Linked DNA regions of Mus musculus: region 2 is linked to region 1. The links are chromatin contacts, called in public Hi-C maps. All regions are on one chromosome and are shown on one strand. Each heading gives the region's core, a stretch centred on a gene start, on an enhancer-like site or on the middle of the called end of the contact. The rest is flanking DNA. Distances are from core to core; before and after follow the strand shown. Region 1 holds the start of Cmya5 (cardiomyopathy associated 5). Region 2 overlaps Tent2 (terminal nucleotidyltransferase 2).

The links. A called contact is a pair of places that touch in the nucleus more often than the background predicts.
Region 2: a Hi-C map of bone marrow-derived macrophages shows a contact between it and region 1, with 1.9 times the contacts expected there. The contact joins the enhancer-like site here to the promoter of Cmya5 in region 1. A contact is called at or near these places in 4 of 39 promoter capture datasets (cranial neural crest, liver and maxillary cranial neural crest), 29 of 484 Hi-C or Micro-C datasets (B cells, the G1E-ER4 cell line, the HPC-5 cell line and 22 more), 6 of 115 datasets of contacts at active chromatin or transcription factors (the HPC-7 cell line, effector CD8 T cells, embryonic fibroblasts and 2 more) and 1 of 9 other capture datasets (adipose tissue).

Annotation. Positions count from the first base shown.
Region 1 is chr13:93,142,505-93,148,663 of GRCm38.p6, forward strand. It overlaps Cmya5 (cardiomyopathy associated 5), which reads right to left and starts at 2,220. Exons shown (of 13, transcript NM_023821.3): 1 at 1,854-2,220. The coding sequence starts at 2,002. Tent2 (terminal nucleotidyltransferase 2) reads right to left here. Exons shown (of 15, transcript NM_133905.3): 15 at 3,351-5,161. The coding sequence ends at 5,087.
Region 2 is chr13:93,176,214-93,182,372 of GRCm38.p6, forward strand. The region is part of intron 4 of Tent2 (terminal nucleotidyltransferase 2); the gene reads right to left. Among named protein-coding and RNA genes, the nearest start is that of Tent2, 13 kb to the right of the region's middle. Within about 2 kb of position 3,523, at least 13 of the 459 cell types and tissues checked have an H3K27ac peak or open chromatin away from gene starts, as enhancers often do. A contact at or near this core is called in B cells, bone marrow-derived macrophages and liver, where this site is marked.

The sequences.
Region 1 (6,159 bases), core at 970-3,469:
TACCATTTCCCCTCAGCTTATTCTGACACGTTTCCTTGCCGTGGTTACTTTTCTGCCTATGGTCAGAACAGGCTGAGATTACCACAGATAAATCCTCACTAGAAGGTCTTAGCTTTTGTTTGGCAAGGGACAACTCAGAAGTGGTGCTTGAAACTGTCAGGTGACCCAGTTGTAGTGTAGATGAGCTCGTTATTCTGGGAAATAGTGGCTGAGCAGGGATATGGGTGTCCCACATGTCACTGTGAGAACCTCTTCTCTGCATGCCTGGGTTGCTGGTCCTCCTCCTCCTCCCTCTCCCATTTCCCATGGGCACCTTCCCCTCTGCCCTTCCTTCGTGCATCTCCTGCCCATCCTCTGATATCCAGTCTGGAGCCAGTGCTCGCTGATTCTAGACCTTCTGCCCTCATTCTGACCTTCCACAGTACAGTGTTTATATAGCATAAAGTCCTCCTCAGCATATAGTCATAATACTCATAATTTCTATCGTTTCCTGCAAAGTTTTTGAGGGTAGAGTGTGTTTCCTTCTTGGTAGTTGCTTCAAGATTTCCAGCTGATGGTTTTCTGCAATTGGCGGTACCCTATACATGTACACGGGACTACATGTATACGCATGTGGAGACCAATCCCTCATGTACAGTTTACCTTAAAAAGAAAAAGCCATCACCACCAGCCTGGAACTCACTGACAGCACAGTGAGCCTCAGGGATTCTGTCTCCATCTCCCTAACAGAGATAACAAGCACAAGCCACAGTGCTGGGCTTTCCGCCAGTACTGCAGGTATTGACCATAGGAACTGGGGATTAAGCTCCAGTCCTTGAGCTCACAAGGCAAGCACCTTACCAGCGGAGCCATCTCCCCAGCCTTCAATGCCACTCTTGGGCTACTCCAACTTGAACAATTCTGGTCTTGGTTGGGCATTCTGAAATGATAAACCATCACTTGCCACCCCCAAAGCCTTTTGATAGGACCACCCAGGAAGAGATACCATTGATGACATGCTTACGATTAAACAAAACATCCATACTACTATTGTCATTTTAGGGCTGGATGAAAAGGGACAAAGTAGAGACAAAGTAGAAAGCCTTAATGCGTGCACACACACACACACACACACACACACACACACACGTATGTATGTATATAGTATTACTTAATCTCATTCGCCTTATTGATAGATATTTAGGACCAGAACGACTTTTAGGACAGACGTTGCTAAAACATCACCCAGGAGAGCCCAGCTGGCCTGGAAATCAGTCTTCCTGCTTCTGCCTTTCTATTATTGGAATCACAAGGGCAGGCCAGCCACACCTGGCCTTCATGATTCTTCCCTCTAAGGAGTGTATGGGATGTTTGCACCAAAATAGCTTCCATACAGCAAACTAGCCCAGCGCTAGAACTCTAGGAGGCTGCCATACCTTTGAAGGTAATGGACAGAGCCTTCTGACTCCAGACCCTTCCCCAAGCTCAGGCAGGCAAGATTGATCCAGGGCGGGGAGCCAGAGGCAAGTATTCCAGCACAGTTTTGCGGTTAGGCAGAACCCCAAGTAAGTCTCCAAGAATAAACGAGCAAGTCACAAGGAGCTGGGAGGCGGGGGTGGGGGAGGGGGTGGGGGCCGACTGTGAACTTTGCTGCAGGCGGACCTGTCACTCCTGCTGACAGCAAGCACCTTGCACCTTCAAGTTTTTAAAGAAGGCGGCGCGTCCCAGACAGTGTGCTTGGCTCCGGGGAAATGAACTTCTGAGGTTGGAAAGGGAAAGGAAAAGGTTGGGGGGGGGGGGGTGGCCACTGGCCCGGCGGGACACCTGTGGAGTGGACAGCTTTGTTAGGTCCGGGCGGTTCCCGCTCAGGCTACCTGGCGTCGGGCTCCTCCTCCGACTCGGCCGCCGTCTCCTCCCCCTCGCCCTCCGACTCCTCCTCCGTCTCCAGCTCCTGGGCCACCTCCTCGTCTGCACCCCATCCTAGGAAGCCCTGGGCTGCGAGTCCGCTGTCGCCGCTCTCCATCGCGCCTGTCCTGGCCGGAGTCGGAGCTGCCCACGCCTCGCCCGGTGTTCTCCGTCTGACTGCACTTTGCCAGGGCCCGCGGGGCTGCTTGGGTTCCCGGCGCGCGGGGCGGGGTCGCCCCAAGCCTTTAAATAGAAGGCGTCAAGAAAGTTTCGCCACGGAGCTTCTGCGGCCCTGGCTCAGCTTCCTCTGGTTCCAGTCCCTGCCAACTTCCCCGCCCGTTTTGGCAGATCTTCAGCGGCCTTTGTGGCCAGGGCAGAAAGCAGTGTTGAGCGTCAAAAGGACCCACCAGCCCAGCCTTCCATCTAGTGGCCTGGTGGTTCTTACACTTCTAGCTGAGCTGCGGGTGCTTCGTGCCAAATGAGGCAGCATCCAGAGAAGATAACGTTATGGTTTGTAGCTAGCTTAAGGCCCCACTGCTCTTACTGTGACAATGGAAACAAACTAGCGCCCTAGGGGACTAAGATCTCATTGGATCAAGTAAAGCCAGTGCTTAACCTGTCAACCACTGCTCTAGGACGAAAGCCCAAGATCCTCATAGAGATCAAATCCTGACTAATCCACTTTTAGAAATCAGGTATTTACACAGTATCAAGTGAATTCTTTCTGCCTGAGAGGCCCACCTGTTCACTTATTCAAGATCACCACCTTTCTCTGAAATCTCCATGTTTGAACTCCTGCTCCTCTCCAGGAACTCAAAGCAGTCTTTTGAATATGATTGTTTCTGTTTGTAAGATAATGTTTCTGAAAAGGCCTAGACCTGTTTAGTACAACGGTTAGAAAGACGGCTAGATCTCCAAACCTTTATTTTAATCATCGCAGATTCTTACAATTGTTAAATGAGATGGAAACTAAGGGTATTATTCTCCAGTTACATCAGCTTGTGTGCTGTACATCGGGTCTGAGGACAGAGAGGTATAGATAGGCATCCTCTTTTACCACTGATTTTGCCAAGACCCTATTTCAAACTAACTCAAAATTTAGAATTATTTAGAGTCCACACGTCTAATACTAACAATATTTTAACAGCACATCCAAACAAAAAATGTAGTATTCACTTGAAATTGAAAAGATTTTAAGTCTCCAGCTGGGGAAATGCTCAATGGGTGGAGCACTTGCGTAGCAGACACCGGCTGTGTTTAATCCCTAGCACTGAAAAGAAATTGTAAAAAACCAAACACCTTTAGCTGATACAGCTGGACTGCCCTGAGTATATGATCTTAAGTGCTGGCTCATGGATTCCAGTATGCAGATTTCTTAAGCCTTTTGTCTATTTGTTACAACAAATAGTCTGACTAGGAGAGTGGAACCACTGAAAACAACATGGTGGCAATGCAAGAGTCCACACTACGGCAAAGTCTGAGGCTTTATTAAATGCCATAGTGCTGCAGAGTAGAACACCCGTCCCCAAGGGACTATGATTGACAAACATTACCTGAGGTCACACTGAACTGTTATACTCAATACACTCTGAGAAAGCGCTGCACAATGTGGGATAAATCTTAGAAATGTTTCCAAGAAAAAAAATCATATGTAAATTTTTTTAAACTGCATCAAAAGTACTACAGATCAGTATTCTAAAAAACTGACCCATAGAGAAAGCTCTAATCCTAATTATAACACAGAAGTAATGTGGTTCACAGGCTCCAGATGAGCTTCGTCCCAGACACTCTTCGCATTCAATAATCAAGCACGATTAGGTTCCGATCAGTTAAGATAATTACAGCCTTAATATCACAAAAACAACTGCACAGAAAAATAACACCTCAACAATGTCCAGATATAAACTTTATTCCATTTGACAGCATACAAAAATTTAAACTTAAAAAGAAAAAAGAAAATATGCACCCTTTGTAAGTCAAACAAAGTGAAAGTTTTAGTTTTTTAATTGGTCTGCAAAAAATAGTTTAGTGGTACAAATTGTACCACTGTAGGCCTACAAGAAGTTTGCAATCTTTGAAAAAGTTAAAACTGCCTTCAAGATTACTTTTTATATTTAAATGTACAATACAGGTACTGACCAATTTACAAGTATTTACATAAACTAAAAACAATCTTATTAAACAGCTTAGCTTGCATCTGAACTACTACTTTCATGTGGAAGAGAAATACTAAAAAAGATTTTTGTATAAACATTAAACTTTTATTTATAACTTTATTGTCTTATCTAAAACACTTTGTAGTGGCTTACTGCCTAAAAATTCCAGTTTAGATTATAATCCACGGAAATCTGATTCTACAAGTAGGATATAATCTCAACGTTGATGTTTCCGTTTTCTGCTGTTTCCTATCATGAGGAAAATAAAACCAGGAAAACAGGCGAAGCCACAGTGCACAGGTTCACTGTGCTATCAGAAAGCAGAAGAAACTCCATTTTTTCCAAAATATTTAAGTCAGAGACTTTCAAATAGTCCATAAACAAGTCACTAACTGTTGTTAGTGTTCCTGTTACAACAGTGCAAAATGTATTGTTTCAACACAAAATCTAAAGCAACCTCCAGAGTCTATCAAAGTCAGTTGTGAAGTGCTATAAACAGTACAGCCACCCCTCAGACAGTGTCCCAGGGAGTCGAGTGAAGACTGAAGGCAACTGTCCAGTATTTCAAGACGCCACAGTGATCGCACTGAATCAAAGATTTCATTTGCTTCAAGTAACTGAATAGCTGACTTGAATCTTTACTTGACTAGAACTGAGCTAGACTGCTGCTGCTGCTGCCAGTTATACTAAGTACTAGGATCTTTGCAAAATCCCACGTAGTTCTCAGGATAAGTATGTGGTACAAGTACTTGAGAATATATCAAAACCTTATTAGTTCAGGTAATTTCTCAAAATATATTTTATGCTGAAAAGTCATGCCATAATACTACTAAGAGATGTAAACATTTTCAAAAATACATTTTCTTAAATCAAAGAGTTTATTAGGAAATGTCATAATAAAATATGCAATCTTTATATATGTCCTTTTAAAAATAAAACATGAAAACAAGAACATTAAAAATAAACCATGATGGAGGTAAACAAAATGAATTATGATAGATCTGTTGTTCTTTATTTCTTGGAAGAATTGAAGAATTAGAGACCAGTTATCTTTTCAGGGTAGCAGCTCTCAAAGGCAGCACACTGTTCAGATCTCTCTTGTTTTTCAATCTCTGCCATGACTAGGAAAGGGGGGAAAAAATCAATCTTAGAATACAAACTAAACACAGAACAAAAGACTGAATTCAAAGAATTAAAAGAATATTAGTGGTGATTCTATCTAAGTAGTTTAGATTATGTTCCTTATTTTTATTTCCCAAGGTAATTATTTCCCAGAAAAGAAATAATTATTTAATATTCTTTAATATTCTATTATTTTTTTAAAATGGGCACACAGGTGCACAAAAGGCTATGTAACAATAACACTACTTATAATTAAATTATTTCATCTAAAATAGCAAAGTACTCAACTTGAACTTAAGAGGGGAAAATGACTTTGTTTTCTAGCTTTTATGATGAAAACAGTATTTTTATAAAGGCAAGAGTAAATGTAAAACTTTGTATTTTCCCTGAAAAATAGTGAAAGAGTTTCTAAGACTGCAACTCTAATTCATAGGCCAAAACTCCAGGTCACAATTTTATGAACACAATGTTAGAAGTTGTTCAAGTAAGTAATGGTTTTACAGCTAAATAACCTAAAGGAAAAGCTCACTCCCAAGAACAACTGAGCAATAAGAAACCAGCGCTCCACTCTGCTTGTCGTGAAGGCAAGGCCTAATCTGAAGAGAATTTGCAACACGCTGCTTGCCTTTTAATTACATCCGAGTCTGTCTGTGTGTCCAAACAATGAGAACAGTATCTCTTCCATCCCCATTTTCTGACCTTTTCCTCCTATGAAGCCTCCATTTCTAGTTCTTACAGATGTCTTTCTTTCTGTCGATGTATTTTCACACTGCCATTCATTGCAAACAGGCACCTCATCGAGCAAAACTACCGATGAATATTGTGGACACAAACACACACATACATCTTTTAAATTTTCAAAATATGCTTAAGATAAAAATGTCATGGTGGGAAAAGTGCATGATCCACACATCAAATCCTTTCTCTATAGTAAATGCCCTGAGATTTTAAAACTATCCACTGAGTCCACTGATGGTCCATTATTCAATCGTTTATG
Region 2 (6,159 bases), core at 2,273-4,772, 35 kb after region 1:
CATGACATATTCTAAAATATTCACTACAGGTCCCTTTTGAGAAGTTTGCTCAACCTCTAACAGTCACACTGTGGAATAAATAATACTGCATGGAACAGATTTTAGGAAGTCTTTTATATTCACACAAACTACCCTCTACCTTTCATAGCTTTCTTGGAACCCTGATGTCTTGAGATGAGGTTGGCCTCTGCTGATCTTCCTTTGTTTAGGCACCTACGTAGTTAACATTATCGCTTCACACCAACTCTCACTGTCACATAGGATGATAGGATGGTAAGCAATACCCTTATATGTACTGAGCTACATGTATCACAACATATTCTTCTGAATTTTTTTTAATATAATATTTTCCACTGGTATACTCTCATAGCTATGTATTCTAGTCCTGGTATTTTAAATTCTAATATACTGCTTCCGCTTTAATTTCCCATTCAACTCATTTTCTTATCACCCCCACCTCTAAAATATCTTCTCTAGACCTAGTCAGGAATTCCTTGAGACCTCCTTTTTCTTCCAACCCATCAGCACCTAAGTGATCCTGATGTCCTTCCCTATACAACCACTATCCCAGAATGCATCTCTGAACTCCTCCGTTATATCATGGAGTAGCAAAGTTACCCCTCATGCTCTAATTCCTGTGCTGCAAGATGTCTACCTGAAGGCAGTACAACACTGCCTTCTCTTTAAAATTTAAACCTAACATATACAGAAAGACAAAGCTAAGCTTTTTAGAAAGTAGAGTCTTTCAAATGTATGGTGTAAGGGTTGGCCTAGCTTTGTATCCTTAGCCTTTATTCTGATGTCTCTGGTTAATACTGTTCCCACTTTTCACTACTCCATTCCAAAATGTTTACTGCCTTCTTCAAGGCCCCTAAACTTACTTTCTCTTGCAGATAAGCTCACATTAAAATTTTCTAAGAAAAGCCAAGCGTAGTTGTGCACATCTGCAAATCCCAGCACTCAGATGAAGGTAGGAGGATCAAGGAGTTCAAGGCCATCCTTTGCTTCATAGGGAATTCCAGAACAGCCTAGGCTACATGAGACCCTGTCTCAAAGAAAAAAGGGAAAAACCTAAGAAAATTAAAAATACCAGATTCAATTCTTCATCTTGCTAAGACTTACAAATTAATATTACTGAAGGAAATCTCACCTATTTCCTTCTTGCTATGTTCAAATCTATTCCCTCTACCAATACTTTTATATCCAATCCTGCTGTGCCTCAGGAGCACAAGCAACTCTATCAATTCTCAATCTCTTTTGTTCTTCAGCTTCTCCTTCTTTGGCCTCCCCATAGTCTATTTATAACCAGCCAAAAGTCTCATTTAAGATTTGTTTTTAATATCATATTCAGAGAGCTGCTGACAACTTGACCATGAAACTGCCATGATTTTTTTTTTTTTAAATCTGTAAATACTTGCCCCACAAAAAGAGACAGAACAACCAGGAGAATAAAGTAGATTAAACTAAACCAAAACCAAACACTGGCAACAAATACACATAAACCACTGAGTATCCTCCATGAACCCTTTCTGACCTGTAAAGGTCAAACTCTAACACCAGATTGCCACAGTATCAAAACAGTGAATAGGAGAAAGGGAAACAGAGCTAGGACAGCCCTTGAATCCAATACTCAGAGATCAAATGGTCTCTAGCTACTACTGCTTTTTGCTTCTTTCCCTCCAAACTGAAGGTTCACTGTTGATGTAGAATACAATTGATGTAGTATACAATTCTAGTAGAAACCTTCTCAAGCTATAATTTAAAAGCAAATGCAAGCAGTCCTTTGAAAGTTCAAAGACTTTAAAGGAAAGTCCCTTGTATAACAAGCAAAAAATTGTCAGGCACTGAAATCTAAACAGAGCAAAGCCATGAGAAACAGAGGAAAGGTCTAGAATGATTCTGACTACTGAAGGTATTTGATAATGTTTGGAAACTATTTTGGTTACCATAACCGGGGCAGAGTTATGTAACTAGCCTCAAAAGACAAGGGATACAACTAACCATCCTACAGGACATAAGGTTACCTGTCCCCTGGGAATATCTGGTCTAAAGCATCAGTGATAGAAAAGTCAAAGTTCCTGCTCTAGACAAAGAAGTGAAACAGAGACAGAGCCTGGAGCTGTGAGGCCGACCTGCCCAACTTTCTCCATCTCAAAGCAGCACAGAAGTAGCCATCTTAATCAAACACACACACACACACACACACACACATTGATTGAGAGAGATAGAGAGAGAGAGAGAGAGAGAGAGAGAAAGGGGGTGCGGAAAGAGAAGAGAGAGAACTAAAATCTCAGGAAGAAAAGGAATAAAATTGAAAAGAATTAAAAAAAAAAAAGAGGTTTGAAAATAATACCTGAAAAAGAGTGAAATAATTTCCATAATGTTTTTCTAAGAAAAGAATGAGCAGAGAAACATTGCTACGATAAAGCACATTTCCATGGAGACATGAGGACATTTTAACATATTTTTAAAGGCCTTTTCTCATTTTAACTCATTGGGAAGATAACAATTTAAATCATACATATGAACACTAAAAATTTTATTTTAGAAAAAATTTATGACAGCAGCAAAGTACATGAAATTATTGATAAATCTATTTTTCAAAAGTTATGTAGAACATATAGACTGGAATTCACAAATACTGACATGAGAGACATCTAAATATGTGAGAAGTAAGCCTGGTATGCTCAAGGGCTGTCCTCCCAGCACTTGGGAGCTAGAGGCAGAAGTGATATGAGTTTGAGGTCAGTAGGATCTACAGAGCGATTCCCTATCTCAAAACAAAAATAAAAATATAGCATACTAACAAACTACTGGTAAATATATCAATTCTCGAGAGGATATGTAGAGTCAATATAATAATTTTTTTAAAAGCAGAAGGCTTCTTTCTAGAAATTAGAAAATGTGTGTTTTGGAAAAGTGAAAGATCAAGAATAGTCGGAGGAGAAAAAAAAGAAGTAAATATATGTTCATGACTAACACATGACAACCAGAAGTTAACCCAAAACTAAAAAGAGGGAGAAGTATGGACTAAAGTAATTGGTCATAGGATATGATCAGTTGGCATATTATAATAATATAATATTGGAATGGTTAAAGCTGAGAGACTTACTAAGAGTACTGATTGCATCTTGGGTAGATAGTTTGCTATAACAAGAACATACAGGCACCCAAGTTTGTAATAAATTCAGTAAAAATGGCTAGTGTAAAAGTTTTAATATCACATAAAGATTAGATTTTATTTATCCTGAAGGCTGATAAATAGAACCCGCAGGCCAAATACAGCTTCCAGTCTGTAATATATGAACAAGTTAAATTATTTTCACATTTTATTAACTGGAGGGAAAAAAGCAAATAGCCCAAATAGCTTGACTGCTTAGAATATTTGTTATCTGGTCTTAAAAAAAAAAAAAAAAACCAACCAAGCAATGCTTGCTAACTGAAGTAGAGCAAGTAACCCCAGCCATCACAGTGGGTATAGAGTATCTGTTGCATAACACAATGAGGAAACTGCAACAACGCTGAAATGAAATTTACTGTGGTTATATGTGAGCCAAAATGGTGCATATTTGTAATCCCAGCACTCAGGAAGCGAAGGCTGGAGGGCTGTGAATTTGAAGCCACCCTGAGCCACAAAGCAAAGTCCTATCTATCCATAATCCTTGTGCACTATATCATATATCATTTCCCCTGCCATCTGTTACAACTTAATGCTGCAGTATCTCTTATCCAGATATATTAACAACCTAAGATGACAGTCCACCTTCAAGGCCACCTCATTCTAAACAACTCTGTTCTGCAAAAAATTATCATCCAAAAAATATAAATTCATAGTGTTATTTGATCTTTTCAAAAACTTTCAATGTCATTTGATTACACATTCAAGGACTCAAATCACTGCCTAATTAACTCACATTAAATATTGTATTCACTATACACTTTATAGGAGTAACATGTAATTGGTGATCACACTGCTAGCAACAATAGTCACTCAGTAAAATTATTAGTAATTACTGTCACAGATCATGTGATATTACAGCCGGGTCTCACAATGGGATCTCCCTATTTTTGACTCTAAGCACATTAAACTCCTCCTCTCTGCATCTCTAAAGACACGGGTCAAATCTTGGTCTTGACACTTAATAGGTAAGACTTCAAGCTAACTAGTTAACTTTCTGAACTTAATCAAATTTAGTACCATAGCTATATGCCACTAGGATGTTGAAAGAATAAATAGAACATGAGAACTATCAACAGTGCAGTGACACTGGTAAACAGCGGTCTCTTGGAAGAGTGAGCAGCATTTAAGCTAGGCATGATAGCACACACCTGTAATCTAAGCTTTCAGAAAGCAGAACCAGGAGGAGCATGAGTTCAAAGCCAGCTATGCTACACAGGGAGATCCTATCTCCAAAAATTGTCACTTACAAGAACAAACAGAAATGCTTTCCTTCTTTTTCTCACAAAAAGGCAAAAGTAAAGTTATCACTCAAAGAAATAGGTTCAACTACAAAATCTATCTTTACTTTTCTGGGGGAAACACCTTAATTCCAAAGATAGTACATTTGTGAGAAATTTTTCTATATGACTAAGCAAAACAGATATGGAATCTTATCTTATATGATTTATTAACAACTAAAATGAATTATACTTTATTAAATTTACAAATAATCAACATATTCCTAGGCTACATGTAAAAGTAAGTTCTTTGGTTTGCCCTATTAGCCTAATACAAACATAAATATATACAAAATGTATTCCAATATCTATGTATAATAAACCCATTTTTAAATGTCCTACTAGCATGCATACGTTTAAAATCCATATATAGTAACTACATTCAGAGAATTCACTGCATTTGCCTTATAACATAGGCTTTCACAATATGGATCAGGAGTTAAATTTATAAAGCAAAACAAAGAAAGAATGAAAGGATGAGGGAAAAGCAGCACAGCACCCCACGTTGGTATTTTCATTTTGCTTTCTCATCTTTCTCATTGTTTTTTGTTTACTTGTTCCTACTTCATAGTAAGGAAACTGGTGGCATAGAAGGGATAAAGTCTTGGGACAGATGAACCAACCATTGGAAAGCACAGATGGAGCCTACTTCCTACCATATATATAAATTAATTACAAATGGATCAAAGTCCTAAATATAAGGAATAAAAGTAAAAATTCTTAGAGCACATTCTAACACTCAAGAGAATTATGTGACTTCAAGGAAAGCCTGGTCTATTTATCAAGTTTCAGGCTAGCTAGAGCCACATAATAAGACACTGTTGGTAGATAGGTAGGTAGGTAGGTGGGTAGGTGGGTGGATGGTACATCGCGATCTTGTACCTCAATACGTGGGCATCAATATTCAAGATACTGTACTGAAAGATGGTTTCTGAGATTCAACACTAATAGCCAAAGAAATCAACCAAAGAAAAACTAATAAACTTAACTACCAAAAAATGAAGAATTTTTGTGCTTTAGAAGACATCAAAATAAATCTAAAAATACAATCACAGAAAGACAAAACATTTGCAAATCATCTATCTGGTAAGAGCTACTACTTAGAAATATAAAAATAATTCTTACAATTCAGTAATAAAAAGACAATCTACTAAAATCTGGACAAAGAATCTGAATGGACACCTCCTCCAAGGAACACACAAAAGTCCACCAAGTAAAAAATAAGATGCTAAGCCAAGCGGTGATGGCACACGCCTTTAATCCTAGCACATGGGAGGCATAGCCAGGTGGATTTCTGAGTTCAAGGCCAGCCTAGTCTACAAAGTGAGTTCCAGGACAGCCAGGGCTACACAGAGAAACCCTGTCTCAAAAAAACAAAAAAACAAAAAAACAATGCTTAGTATCACCATACATTAAGGAATGAAAACTGAAACCACTGTTATACCAGAAGGCTCCAATAAAGAGCCTCCAATAAGGCTCCAATATGAGGATAAACCTTGAGGGACTGGAGAGATGGCTCAGCAGTTAAGAGCACTGACTGCTCTTCCAGAGGTCCTGAGTTTAATTCCCAGCAACTACATGGTGGCTCACAACCATCTGTAATAGAATCTGATGCCCTCTTCTAGTGTACTCATATAAATATAGCAAATAAATCTTAAAAAGAAAAAAAGGGGAGGGGGCTGGTGAGATAGCTTGGTGAGT